Linked DNA regions of Gossypium hirsutum: region 2 is linked to region 1. A link is a contact called in public Hi-C data. All regions are on one chromosome and are shown on one strand. Each heading gives the region's core, a stretch centred on a gene start, on an enhancer-like site or on the middle of the called end of the contact. The rest is flanking DNA. Distances are from core to core; before and after follow the strand shown.

Evidence for each region. A called contact is a pair of places that touch in the nucleus more often than the background predicts.
Region 2: a contact with region 1 is called in a Hi-C map of leaf, with 2.8 times the contacts expected there. The contact joins the promoter of LOC121208615 here to the enhancer-like site in region 1. A contact is called at or near these places in 3 of 34 Hi-C or Micro-C datasets (leaf and seedling).

Annotation. Positions count from the first base shown.
Region 1 is chrA10:8,437,752-8,444,679 of Gossypium_hirsutum_v2.1, forward strand. No RefSeq gene overlaps it. Among protein-coding and RNA genes, the nearest start is that of LOC121208992, 15 kb to the left of the region's middle. Within about 2 kb of position 4,105, at least 9 of the 9 cell types and tissues checked have an H3K27ac peak or open chromatin away from gene starts, as enhancers often do. A contact at or near this core is called in leaf, where this site is marked.
Region 2 is chrA10:8,560,605-8,567,911 of Gossypium_hirsutum_v2.1, forward strand. It overlaps LOC121208615 (nuclear pore complex protein NUP35), which reads left to right and starts at 4,207. Exons shown (of 4, transcript XM_041079744.1): 1 at 4,207-4,471; 2 at 4,965-5,572; 3 at 6,131-6,242; 4 at 6,653-7,154. The coding sequence starts at 5,001. The coding sequence ends at 6,955.

The sequences.
Region 1 (6,928 bases), core at 2,855-5,354:
AATAAGCTGTAACACATTACCATAAATGTGTATAATAATCACGCACAATGTTTTGCAATATAACTCTCAACGTACCATTCACTTGTTGTTGTTAACTCCTTGGCACCTAAACAAATATAAAAATTTTCTAAGTATTTATATGACTCTTAACAAGCACGTGCTCCACTCTTCAAAAGTACGTTTTCCACTCCTCAATAGCGCATTTACACGACTCTTGATAAACACATGCTCCACTCCTTGAAAGCATGTTTACATGGCTTTCGCAATCACGTGTTCTACTCATTGAAAGCTTGTTTACATGACTCGCAAACACGTGCACCACTCCTCGAAAAAGACTTTTACATGACTTTTCACTGATATTACTTCACTCTTGAAAACATATTTACATGAATCTTCACAAACACATTCTCCACTCCTCGAAAGCACGTTTACATGATTCATCGCAATAAGGTGCTCAATTCCTTAGTAGCACATGTACATGACTCCTCGTAGTCATTTGCTTCACTCTTTAGAAACACATTTACATGACTCCATGTGTTCCACTCCTTGAAAGCACGTTTACTCATCTCCTCACAGACACATACTCTACTCCTCGAAAGCATACGGCATCCTTTGAAAACACACATGCTCCTACCCTCAAAGCAACTCCCCTTTCACACCTACAGACACAAACTAGTTTTATAGCAGGCCACTATATAACCTCTCTCTTAACTGAAGGGCTAAAACCCGCTAAGCAGTTCTAAGCAGTCACGCCTTGAACAAACATGTAAGACTCGCAGCTTGAGACTCCTCGTGGAGGCCCACTTAGTTAGCAACTTTCCTGACAGACGATCCTACTTATTAAACCATCATATCAAGTCCCAACCACCACGTCTCATCCGAGATGACCGTGGGCACATCATAGTGCCACTCTACCTAAACCTATAGTGTTAGGTCGCTACCACCAATATTGACTCGACATGTGGAGCCTTTGGAAAAGGGACAATCAACATATATAAGGTTGAGAGCTTAAAGAAAATGCCAGGGAACCTACAACCTTCTTCCTTCCAAACCTAAACTCCCTTTCCTCTCCTCCACAACCACTTTGACCACCCATCTTATCAACTTTTTACCTTGTCCTAAACAGGATGAACCAATCATCTCCGTCGCCAACCCATCTTATTTTATAATCACTTTAAATTTATCATGTAACAAACTTGAAATCATTTTTTTTAACAGATCCAAATAATTTATAAATGCATATAAGAAAATATTGTGGCATTACAAATCGACAATAAATTTGGCAATATATAGTATAGTTTTCATTAAATAACCGTGTATGTCTTAATCGCGTGTATCACGTTTACATTTTAATTAATTAGCATTATGAATATAATCTACGTCGTGATCATAGATAATATAAGTTTTCCATGCATGAATTGAGGGACAAGTAATTGAACAATTATTGGATGGGGCAGATGATCATAAACCGATATTAATTTGTCGAATTTTGCATGTGGCAGACAAATATACTACAGGCATGCAAGCATGCATTATATATGCGTAATGCGCGGTTCTAAGATATTCCCAGAGCTAATGGTTCTACGATATAAGGCACCTTGTTTTTAGTTGTGTATATTAATTAAAAGCTCTCCAAAGCCAATGGAATCGCTTCTTACTTCTTTTCTTTAGTCAATGATTGTGGCTAAAAAAGTGAAATATCTCCTTTTTAGCATTTATTATCATATGTATTATTACATCAAATTGACATATATATGGTAAAAAAAAATAAATTTTGTTTAAAATAATAAAATTAAAATTTTTAACACATTGATATTTTCTATATCACTCAGTTAACTCGTGATACAACATATCATCGTTTAGGATTTACGATTTATATCAAGTTTTGTGTTTTAATTTTTGGATTTTGAGTATATGTTTAAAGAAAGTTAATAGAATTTATTTATAAACCTGGATATTATTTTCATCAGTGAAGAGGTGACATGTTAATATTCATTAATGGTACATAAAACTCATATATTAACAGTACATTAAATATTCACTATTATAATATATACATGTTTGAGCTATCATTACATATATTTTTATTAAAATTTAAAATATAATCCACTTATCATATTTTTTTAATATTTACATTATAGTATAATATATTTAATTCTCACTGTATAAATTACCAATATTGTAAGGACCAGGCGAATGGTTGACCAACCAAACAGTTGGTTTTTTTATTCAATCACTGGTTGTTTAATTATTACAAAATAAAGAAAAAAGGAAAAAATTTAAAAATTCGGAAAAGAAAAGAAAAATTAATAACATGAACAAAAAAAAAATAGAAACGTGATTAATTTTTTTTACCAAAAAAAAATTGATATTGTTGATTACCGTGAAAATCTTGAATTTTTGAATTACTCTACTAGTGTAGGAAATTGTCCATTATACTTTAAAGGTGGGACTTGGAGTATGATTATATAAATATTCACGTAACTTTAAACTTCAATAGTAGTGATAAGGAAATATATACTTATAAAACTCTGTTGTTTATTTGAAAATTCAACATTTAAAATACCTTGAATTGTGATGGCAATCATTGAATCTGCTGCCTACTCACGATATAATTATTTATCATTGACAATATTTTGTATTTGAAAATAATGGCAATTTTACAAAAATAATAAACTTCAAAAAAAAAAAAAGAGTTCTCTATGTGAAACCACTAACTCTGAAAATCCCATTACTGAGGAGTTGATTCCTAAGAAAGTTTAATTCAGAGGAGAAGATGATGATATAAATTATGATATGTTGATTGATCCATCTCCGAAAAAGCCTATCTCGTGGAGGGATATGCTCGTCAGCCAATCGTCAAAGGATACTTTCAACGATTCGGAAGGAAAAGATGATATTGATATCTTGGACGGGGACATTTATAAATCAGTTGTGAATGGTGTGCCCTCTATTTCTTTCTCGGATAGGATTCACAAAATCCTTATTCAAGGTATAGAGAACACCGTGATTTTAAAATTTCTTGGTCGTAACATTGGTATTTCGATTTTGCAGAATAAACTGTACAACCTGTGGAGACCATCAGCGCCTTTACATATAGAAAATTTCCTGTGGATATAGAAAATGGTTACTTCCTGGTAAAATTTCAGAATAAGTTGGACTGTGAAAAAGCGCTTTTTGAAGGTCCTTGGATCAGCTTTGGTCAATATTTGATGGTTCAACCTTGGATGTTAACCTTTAACCCTACACAAGTTTACCCAAGTGCTGTGATGGCATGGATTACATTTCTTGGTTTACCTCACTATTTATACAATCATAAAATCATCACTGAAATAGGGGAAATGGTTGGAAAAGTTGTTAAATTAGATATGAACACGGATAGCAGGACTAGGGGGCGATTTGCTAAAATGGTTGTTTACGTTGACTTGGAAAAGTTGTTGGTGTCTCATATTTTGATTAATGGTCATAAGCAGAATGTTGAATATGAATCTTTATATACAATCTATTTTCACCGTGGGAGATATGGATATGTGGAAAACTCTTGTCCTTTTAGAAATTTTGAAATCTTTAGTGAAAAGGAGAATGCCCCGTCGAAAATGTCATCGGAGATTCAAAACATAGCCGAGGTTGGCTCGAAGAAGAAAGACTAAAATTTCGGGCTATGGATGATCGTTGAAAGGAAATCAAAGCGAAAAATTAGAGAAAATGTGCAAATTTCCTTAAATAACCAAAAGAACAAAAAACAAAAGATCTCGATTTAGAGTTCTTAATAATAGGGATATGTACAAAGAGGATTATGTAGGATTTTTACCAGATACTAGGTGTTATAAAGGAAAGAAATTTTGGATGGCAATTTTATTGGGAAAGATTCTGCTACTCATTATAACAGCCGAATAGAAGGGAAAAAAATAACAACAATAAAAGCAATTTAAAGGAGGTAGGCTTGATAGAGGATTGTGGCCTTATTATTAAAGAGAAAGGCTAATTTTGGAGCCCAGCATGTCCATTAACAGTCTGAATGAAAACTTACATAGCATTAAGAAGCCTATTAATAGCTAGGTCTTTGTGGACATCCCAGCTGGTCAGGTTCAGGGAATTTTGGATCGATTTGATCCAGACTTGGCAGGCCAACATTTTCTTGTTGCTGCTGGAAGAGGCAGTTGGTCTAATATAGTGGCAGAATTACAAACAGTTTTAGGCGATGGTACGAGTCTCCGATTCAAAGGTGAAGGCTCAGCCGAATTTGAAGGATACAGGGCGAGATAGAAGTGCAATTTCACTGGATGTTGGAAACCTTGACTCCGGTAGACACTCGGCTGTTGTCTTCCATAAAAGTACCCATAAAAGTACCCAAACCAAGGAAAAAAACAATGCTCCTTCCCTAAATGATTTTGGTTTTTCTCCGGTGATTTCCTCTGGTTGGGGTAAACTCTTAAAAACAGAGGTAGAGGATATGCCAAAAAATAGGCCAAATTGCTTTATGGCAACAATGTCCGCTTTAAAATCTCGAGAGCCCAGCGAATGCCCTTGAAGGAATTGATGGAGTATCTTGCCGAGAGCATTTTGACTCTTGCAAATTCTAATCTTGGGGCTGAAATAAGTGTCAAAACTGGTGTGTAAAAAGAGAGAGTAAATGTCCCTGGGCAGTAAGGATATTTCTTATAGTCCTTATTTGTTGTTATTTTTTGATAATTTTTTATCTTAAAATTGGAGGTTTGGTTTACTTTAATTTTTATATTATATTTATTTTATTATGGCTTTAAATCTAAAATTTCTTTCATGGAATTGTCAAGGATGTGCTAGCAGGAATTTTTTACGAGCCTTTCGGGAATACAATGCGGAGCACAGGCTTGATATTGTTTCCTTGGTGGAACCGAGAGTGAGTGGGAAAAATGCTAATCTTATTATTGAAAAACTGGGGTTTAACTATTCACATCGAGTTGAAGCCGTTAGTATTTCAGGAGGTATATGGAATGGATGGAAGGAGTTTATCCAAATCCATATTATTCGAAACCATCCGCAATTTATTTTCTTACGTGTTGATAATTTTATTCCTAATAATACTTTCTTTATTTCCTTTATTTGTGGCAGTCCAGATAGGTCTAAACAAAAGCTTATTTGGGAAGGCTTAAGATCTATTAACCTTAATCTTTCTTTTCCTTGGTTAATTATGGGGGATTTTAATACTATTTTATCTTCTTCAGATAAAAAGAGACCTGTCTCCATAGGTAAGTGTTGCGATTTATTTGGTAATTTTGTTGACTCCTTTGAGTTGCAGGATTTGGGGTTTAATGGTTGAATCTTTAAATAAATTTACCTTTTTTGCTAAGGATTGGAACATGAATATTTATAGCTTTTTGGGTATTCGCAAGAGAAATCTAATGAGATCGCTCAACAATATTCAAAAAGGCTTGGATCATTCTTCCTCTACGCATTTAACAGGAAAAGAATTGGAAATTTGGGATGAGTTGGAAAATGTTCTTGACCATGAAGATTTACTTTGGAGACAAAGGGCTCGCTACGATTGGCTTTACTTGGGGGATTGGAATACAAATTTTTTCATAGTCGTACGTTGAGGAGAAGGAAATTCAACCGTATCACAACCTTACGTATTGATAATGGGGAATGGTGTTTAGATCATGACATCCTGCAAGCTAAGGCGGTGGATTTCTTTGAAGGACTTTATGGAGAGGCTCCCCCTATCTTGAGGGATATTCCAAATGTTGGTTTTCCTAGCTTCAATTCTTCAAAGGTCACTTTTTGGAGGCTACTATGACTAATGAAGAGATATCCTTGATCATTTCTTTCAAAGTCAGTGGGATATCCTTGGGAATGATGTGTGTTAGTGGGTTAAAGATGTTTTTGCTGGACGTCTGATTGAGCCAGAATTGAATAATACGTTAATTGTGTTGATACCTAAAAAAGAGAGTCTTGAGAACTTTAGTCACTTTAGGCCTATTAGTTTATGTTCTGTTCTCTACAAGTTGGTGATGAAAGTGATTGCATATAGGTTCAAGGTGATCTTTCCTAAGCTAATCTCCCAAGAACAAGCTAGGTTCATAGCTGGGCGAAACATTTCTGATAACATTATTTTAGCTCAAGAAGTCATCCATTCTATGCGATGCAATCAGAAAGGAAGGAAGTGGATGGCTATTAAGTTAGATTTGGAGAAAGCTTACGACAAAGTTAGTTGGGAATTTATAAGTACTTCTTTGGTTACGGCTAGAATCCCTGTCTTCTTACGGAACGTGATCATGTCAGCTATTTATTCCCCTTCTATGCAAATTCTATGAAATAGAGTGCCTAACTCAGAAGTTCAAACTAAGAGAAGAATTAGTCAGGGTTGTCTTTTATCGCCTTATCTATTTGTGCTTTGCATGGAATGGTTAGGGCATTTTATTCGAACAAAAAATAGGAACTGGAAACTGGACCCCAATTCGTCTTTCTCTTACAACTTCTTTAGTTTTTCATTTATTCTTTGCGGATGACTTGGTGATCTTTTGTAAAGCTTAGCTTGACCAAGCTCGATTATTGGATAGCATCCTAACTCAGTTTTGTAAGATTTTGGGTCACAAAATCAGTGTTAGGAAAAATAACATATTCTTTTCCAAAGATACTGAAGCTGATGTCCGTAATCAAATTAACCAGCTTTTTGGTTTTTAGGAAGTCCGAAATCTTGGCACCTATTTAGGTGTTCTTCTTTTGCACAGCAGGATTACCAAGAGTAGTCTGACTTTTATTGTGGATAAGGTAAGAAAGAAATTGCAGAGTTGGGATGCCAAGAAGTTATCTATTGCAGGAAGAATCACTTTGGCTAAATCAGTACTCATTTCCATACCTAATTGCTTCATGCAGTCCTTGATGATTCCGAAAAGTGTTAGTGCTGACATTGAAAGACTGGTAAGATAGTTTATTTGGGGCTGTACTG
Region 2 (7,307 bases), core at 2,957-5,456, 120 kb after region 1:
TGATTTACTATCATGGCTTCAGTTTATTAATTTACGATCATGAACACTTCATTAAGAGTTCGCTAATTTATGATCGCAACTCCACTTTAAACACTTCGCTGATTTACGATCACAACTTTCATTTTCAAAGCTCGCTAATTTACAATAACGACTTCAGTTCCTTGATTTATAATCATGAATACTTCAATAATAGTTCACCTATTTACGATCGCAACTTCAATTAAATTGTTTGTTGATTTAGGATCACAACTGTCATCTTTAAAGCTTGTTGATTTCCAATCTTTTACAATCTTTAACACTTATTTTTCACAAGAAATTTAAATTTGCTAAACTAGTTCTAAGTAATGCCAAAGATTATTTTAAACTTGCTAATTCTGGCCTCTCTACTCTAAGTAGAAATAATAAATATAGGCGTATTGAGGAAGAATTTAAAACTGACCGTGAAAGAACGAAGATAGAGGAATCAATTTTATTACATTGTCTTTGTGATGCTAAAGCTACTACTCTTCATTGTATGTTTGAAACGATGCTTGAAATGGATCGATCTGCCCAAAAAATAAGGAACTTTCTGAAAAGCTTTAGTTGGTTTACAATCACGACCTTCTATTTACAGCATTTTATGAATCTTACAATCCGCTGATTTACGATCACAACTGTCATTTTTAAGGCTCGTTTATTTACAATCACAGCTTCAGTTCATTGATTTACGATCACGAACACTTCATTAAGAGTTTGCTGATTTACAATCACAACTCCGATTAAACAGTTCACTGATTTACTATCACAACTATCATATTTAAAGCTCATTGATTTCCAATCACGACTTTAGCTAATTGATTTATGATCTTGAGCACTTCTCGGTTGACAATGAATGTAAATTTGTTGAACTAGTCCTAAGCATGGCTAAAGATGATTTTCAACTAGCTAATTCTGTCATCTCTGCCCTTCAGAGCAAGTTAGATGTTAGAGATGATGAATATAGGCGTGTTAAAGAAGAACTCAAAATTGATATTGAAATATAGATGATAGAGGAATCGTTTTTGTTACATTGTCTTTGTGAGGCTGAAGCTACTTATCTTCACCATACTACTGAAAGGAGGCTTGAAATGGATCAATCTGCTTAGAAAAACAAGGATCATTTTGAAAAGCTTCAGCTAATTTTCAATCATGACCTTCTACTTACAGGATTTTACGAATCTCACGATCCGCTGATCATGTGTCATTTTTAAACCTTGCTGATTTACGATCATGGTTTCAGTTTATTGATTTACAATCATGAACAATTCATTAAGAGTTTGTCAATTTACGGTCACAACTCCACTTAAACAGTTCGCTAATTTACAATCACAACTATCATTTTTAAAGCTCACCGATTTACGATCATGGCTTCAGTTAATTGATTTACGATAATGAACACTTCATTAAGAGTTCGTCAATTTACGATCGCAACTCCACTTAAACAGTTCATTGATTTACGATCGCAACTATCATTTTTAGAGCTCATTGATTTCCAATCACGGCTTTAGTTAATTGATTTATGATCTTGAACAACCACAAGGAATATAAATTTGCTGAACTAGTTCTAAGCATGGCCAGAGATGATTTTCAACTAACTAATTCTAACCTTTCAGTCCTTCAGAGCAAGTTAGATCCTAGAGATGATGACTATAGGCATGTTGAGGAAGAAATAAGTAAATAAATATATAACAATTATTACTAAATAGAATTACAATATATAACATTTTAAAAATAAATAAATTTCAAATGATAATTAAGTAAGTATATAATATTAAAAATATTTATTTGTACTCAAAAAATAAAGAAATTTAATTCATACAATTAATACAAGTAATTATTACTATACATAAGTACAATATATAATATTGTATAATTAAATAAATTTCAAATGATAATTAGGTAATTATATAATATTTAAAAAAATATACATTTTTCATCTTCATTATTTTGATCTCTGCAAAAATTATGTAAATAAATTAATTATGTTATCAATGTATAAAATAATAATATTATTTATAGTTGTAAAGTAAATTATTCACATGTACCTTTCTTGTAAATTGTTGTGTTGATGCTCTAATGCTATGAGAAGAATGGGTAGCAAATCCTAGTTTACTTTGTAAATTTAATTTTAGAGACTCTTCTAAGGACTTTGTTATTTATTTTCAGATGTTGAGATTTATGCTCTGATTCATTACAACGAATAAAGCTAATATTGGTATGTTTATAACTGTTTATTAATCATTGAAATGAAAAAGAAAAAATCAATTATGTAATTTAATATTAATATGTATTAACTATTGAAAATATGTTGTTATGCACTTTTTAATTTTTATCAACTATAGCTTCTTCTTTTTTTGTTATATTAAAAAATTGAAAATAATATAAATATTTTAAAATGAGCAGATTTAAAATAAATTTAAATTCATCATTTATATTTATAAATGATCGACCATTCCCATCAAAAGTTTTAAAAATTCTAAAATATTTAATGGTAATTCAACAAAATAACGAGGAAATATTATGTATCATAATCACAAACATAACTAGATTTACATTATTTAAGATATTTACGATTTCGAATAAAATTACTCTTTTTTTATCACGTTTTATTTTAAATTTTTTTTAGAATTTTTACTTCACTCTCCATTTTGGGCAATTTCATAATTATCATGTTCTTAATTAATTTAATTTTACTAATGAAAAATAATTTTTTTTCTCATAATTTGATTCGAATTGAAATAATAGAAATTATTGGTGAAAGTATCGAGGAAGCTCTTATATTTAGGGATGAATTATATTTCAGCCACACTATTAAAAAATTGATAAATTAACCCTTTTACATTTTGAAATGTACAAATTAACTCATCCATTAAATTTTATCGGTTAAATAATGGTGTAAAATATTAATTTAAATGGTTAATTACTAATTTGGTTCTTAAACTATAGCTAAAATATCTTTTAATTTTTTTAAAAAACACTCTTAACAAAAATTCTAAAAAATTTAAAAATTTCTTAAAGTAAATATAATTTTTTTAAATTTATGCTAAAATGTTTTTTTAAAAAATATTATAATTAAGGAAATCTAAAAATTCAAAATAAATATGTAAAAAATTCTAAAAAATTTATGATTTTCATTGAAGGAAAAAAATTTTGCTTCCATAAAAGCTTTTGGGGTGTTTTAAATTGAAGGAAACCCACTAATAGTATGGCAGCTGGGGTAAACAACATGGCAAAATATCTTTGTTCAAATATTCACACAAATTTCCTTCTTCAAACGTACAGTTATAATAAAATAGACAATTTTAGATAATTAAAGGTATTCAAGGTAGTTAATTGGCAGTTTCAAATTCTATTTTAATTAGACAGATTCATCAAATTTTGATACATGAAATTATTGAATTCTAAAATATGCCTCTAGAAAATAATCGAGTTACTAATTATCTAGCTTAAATGTCATTTAATGGGAAAGAAGATTTACAGATTTATGATAGAATTTTAAAAGTATTCAATTTAGATATAGTAAATGGTATTTATGTTAATATAGTATGTTTATTTAAAAAAAAATTCACACAAATGACAGGTGATTGATGTATTATGTCAAATGAAAACCATACAAATTAAACTTAATCACCATGTTGAACTGGTCCATCAAAAAAAATCCTGTACGAAGAGCTCCAAGAAAATTAATATTCTAAAACCCCTCATTTGATTCTTGATTGCTTTTCCACTTCTCTTCCAAGATGTTTCCCTTGCCATTTGGTTGTTCCACTACTATATTTTTTTTTATTTTTTATTTTTTTGGGTTTTCTAGAATAAGGAAAAAATTTCATGTAAAAAAAACGATGGTGTCTGGTTTCGATTGGAAAGTTTGATATTCAAGTTTTTTTTTTTTTAGATTTTTACATACGTATTTTAAATTTTTTGAAATTTTTATTTATAAAACTGTTTTAATATAATTTTTAATATTTTTAATAATTTATATTTATTTTTAAGATTTTTTAATTTTTAGAATTACTAAATGATATTTTAATTATAGTTCAAGTACCAAATTGATAATTAATTATTTAAATTAATGTTCCACATCATCACTTAACAGATAAAATTTAATGGAGGAGCTAATTTTCACGTTTTGAAATGTATAAGGCTTAATTTGTCTATTTATTCAGTATAGATACCGAAATGCAATCCGCCACAAGTACAGGGACTTCTCCGGTGCTTTTACCCGAAATTGTCTGGTCTTAGGGGAAAAAAAACTGTAATGCGAAAACAAACGGAAAATGAAGCTTTTTTTTTCTTTTACGTGATTTAAGCAGAATCAGAACAGTAATCAAAACACAAATTCTGAAGAGGATCTAAGATTTAGCGTTTCAAAAATTAGAATTGTTGCTGAGAAGATTTTTGTTCTTCAGCTTTCCAATTTGGAAGGGTAATCCAAACGGAGCTCAACTCAAAGGTTCGATCTCTTTTCTTTGTTTAATTCTGTTTATATATACATCTACAATGTCAATGAAATGGTTTGCTAAGGGAATTGAGCTACGAAAGTGGTTCATTGTCTAATAGCTGGAGAAAAATTTGTAAGGTTAAGCTATTGATTGATCTGATAATCTGTTTGGATAATTTAATAGAAATAAATCCAAGAGAAGAAAACAAGGTACAAAAGAATCAGCTTTAGTTAACTAAACTATTGAAGTTATTATTGTTGAATGTTAAACATTCTATTGATCATCTTAAAATTGGGGGTTTTAGAGCTTATTGAAAATTGATATTGTATAAGTTGGTACATCAGGTTTTTATAAAGCTGATGATATGATTTGTATATAGGACTCTTTATTAAGTGATCATACTTTGGAAATAATGAGCACTGTGGTTTTGATACATCAAGTTTTTACGAACATGGTTCATCAGGTTTTGATAAAGCTAATGACATTATTTGTAACTTTGTGTAGATGAATCTTTATTAAGTGTTTATAATCTAGAAAGAAATGAGCACTGTGGTTCATAGAACTCCAAAATCAGGGAGGCAGTCATTGTTTTTCCAAGACTTGGCATCACCAATCTCTGCCCGGAAAGGGAAATTCTCTAGTCCAGGTCAAGCAGCAGCAGTCTCGGCTTTATGGCGAGACAATTTCAGAGGCTCAGATCTTCCGCCTCCTCCTATGTACACCTTGGAGGACCGTGTGGATTTTTCACCCGAATCTGGAGTATTGGATTATCCTATATCTTCCGAAATCAAGTCAGATCCAAGAACTCCAGTCCGAAGTTCTGGACGTGACTTCTCTACTCCAGCAACGAACAAGTCAAGGGCTAGCACTTCATTTGCAGTACTTAATGGGCAGTCGAATCAGCAGAGCCCAGGGAGTTCGAGTTGGTGGTCACCCAAGTCAAGTAGTAGTGAGCAAGATGACAAGGGAAAGGGCTCTCCCGTTGACGGCATGGCTCAGCCTGGTGCATTGATCACACTTCCACCTCTAAGGGCAGTTGCTAGGCCAGAGATACAGAGGAACTCCGTACCTACAGCAAATCTAGATGAGGAAGAATGGGTTACTGTTTATGGGTATGCTTCATAGTCCATTCTTTCATGTTCTACTTAATAGTTGATATATTGTCTTGTTGTCTTCTAGCAATCAGTAGTGTTTTTTCCTGTAATGTGGCCTCATTTTTCTGACGTAACTTTTGCTTTTATTATTTTACTGGACATTTATCTGCATCCCTATATTATCCTTATTCAGTTTTCTAAAATTTCATACCTTTATGTGTCAGGTTAAAAACATAATTATTTTGATGCTATCCGCTTAAATGTTTTGAATAATTGCTAGCGTGGTTTTGTCTACTTGTTGAAAAATGGAAACTTCTTGCTAGATTTCTCAATGTTCAATAGTGCAGCCTGAAATCTTCTATCTGTTTGTTTGATCCACTCTCCTCAATATAGAACCTTCTGATAAATCAGCCTTAAATTTTAACATTTTCCTTCTTCGTGATGACATTTATCATAGCATGTTTGTCTAGTAAAACAAAGTGTTCAACCTAAACATTTGGGGTTAAACTGATGGTGTTGTTTTGATGTTATATGTATGCAAGACCCCATTGGCTTTAATATTTGCTTTCTTTCCAGATTTTCTCCTGCTGATACAAATTTAGTTTTGCGAGAGTTTGAAAAGTGTGGTGTGATATTGAAACATGTTCCTGGGCCAAGAGATGCTAACTGGATCCACATTCTTTATTCGGTGAATCTTCTGTCTCCATCTTCCTATTTCCTTCCTCTTAATGTTGTTTAGTGATATTTGTTAAGTTCTTTTGTGAGAAGTATTATGTACCCTGGTTATCTTTCTTTTTAATTCCCTTATACCAATCTGTTTTGTTCGTGCCATTTTCTTTATTTGTATAAGAAACAAAAACGAGTCCGAGATTAATTTAAAAAGTAGTTGATTGGAATGATATGTTTGTTAACAATTAGGCTGTGTTCTTTTTATCCCATCTTTATGTTTAATCTTGTGTCATCTGTTCTGAAATATACGCATTGTTGTATGTGAAAGTCTTTTGACTCTTGTGGATTAACAGAACTGGAAGGAGATGAAATCATACATGCTAATGTTAAAACCAATACATGGCAATGATTGCTTTCTTTTTGGTGTAGAAACGATCCGAGGCTCAACGGGCTCTTGGCAGGAATGGAATGCAAATTAATGGAGTACCAATGGTTGGTGTGAAGCCAGTGGATCAAATGCAACGCGAGGCATTAAATGAAAGATTGAATAATCAGGGCTTCATGACTTTGACTCCGGCATCAAGTAGAACATCAGAGTCTAACAATTTCAGGCCACCTCGACCGTACTATCTTCAAAACGGCAATGCCAATGCACGACAGTCGGGAGGTGTTATGGCAAGCCCTACAAAATCACTAGGGAACAAAGTCATGGAGTACTTGTTTGGATCTTAGGAATCTACATATCAGCACAAGACAGGACGTATAATTTCAATAGAGTGAATTTATGATTCCACTTGAAGGAGCAATTTTCCTTGCAATGAAAATTGTTGCAGATTTTTTTGTAATTGTTATTGTTGAATTTTTTTTTTTTTTGTAATTTTCAATTGCATAAAGCCAGAGTTAAAACGAGCAATGCCAGTGAATATCTTTCTTTCGGGCCCAAAAAGTATGTCAGCCACCATTAAAAAGTACGTCAATTTAAAATATATGTCGGATTCATATATATTATATACTACAATATCTTAGGTCGTAGGTGACATGTGGTACACTTATTGTGACAACACATGGTAATTGTGTTGTTTAC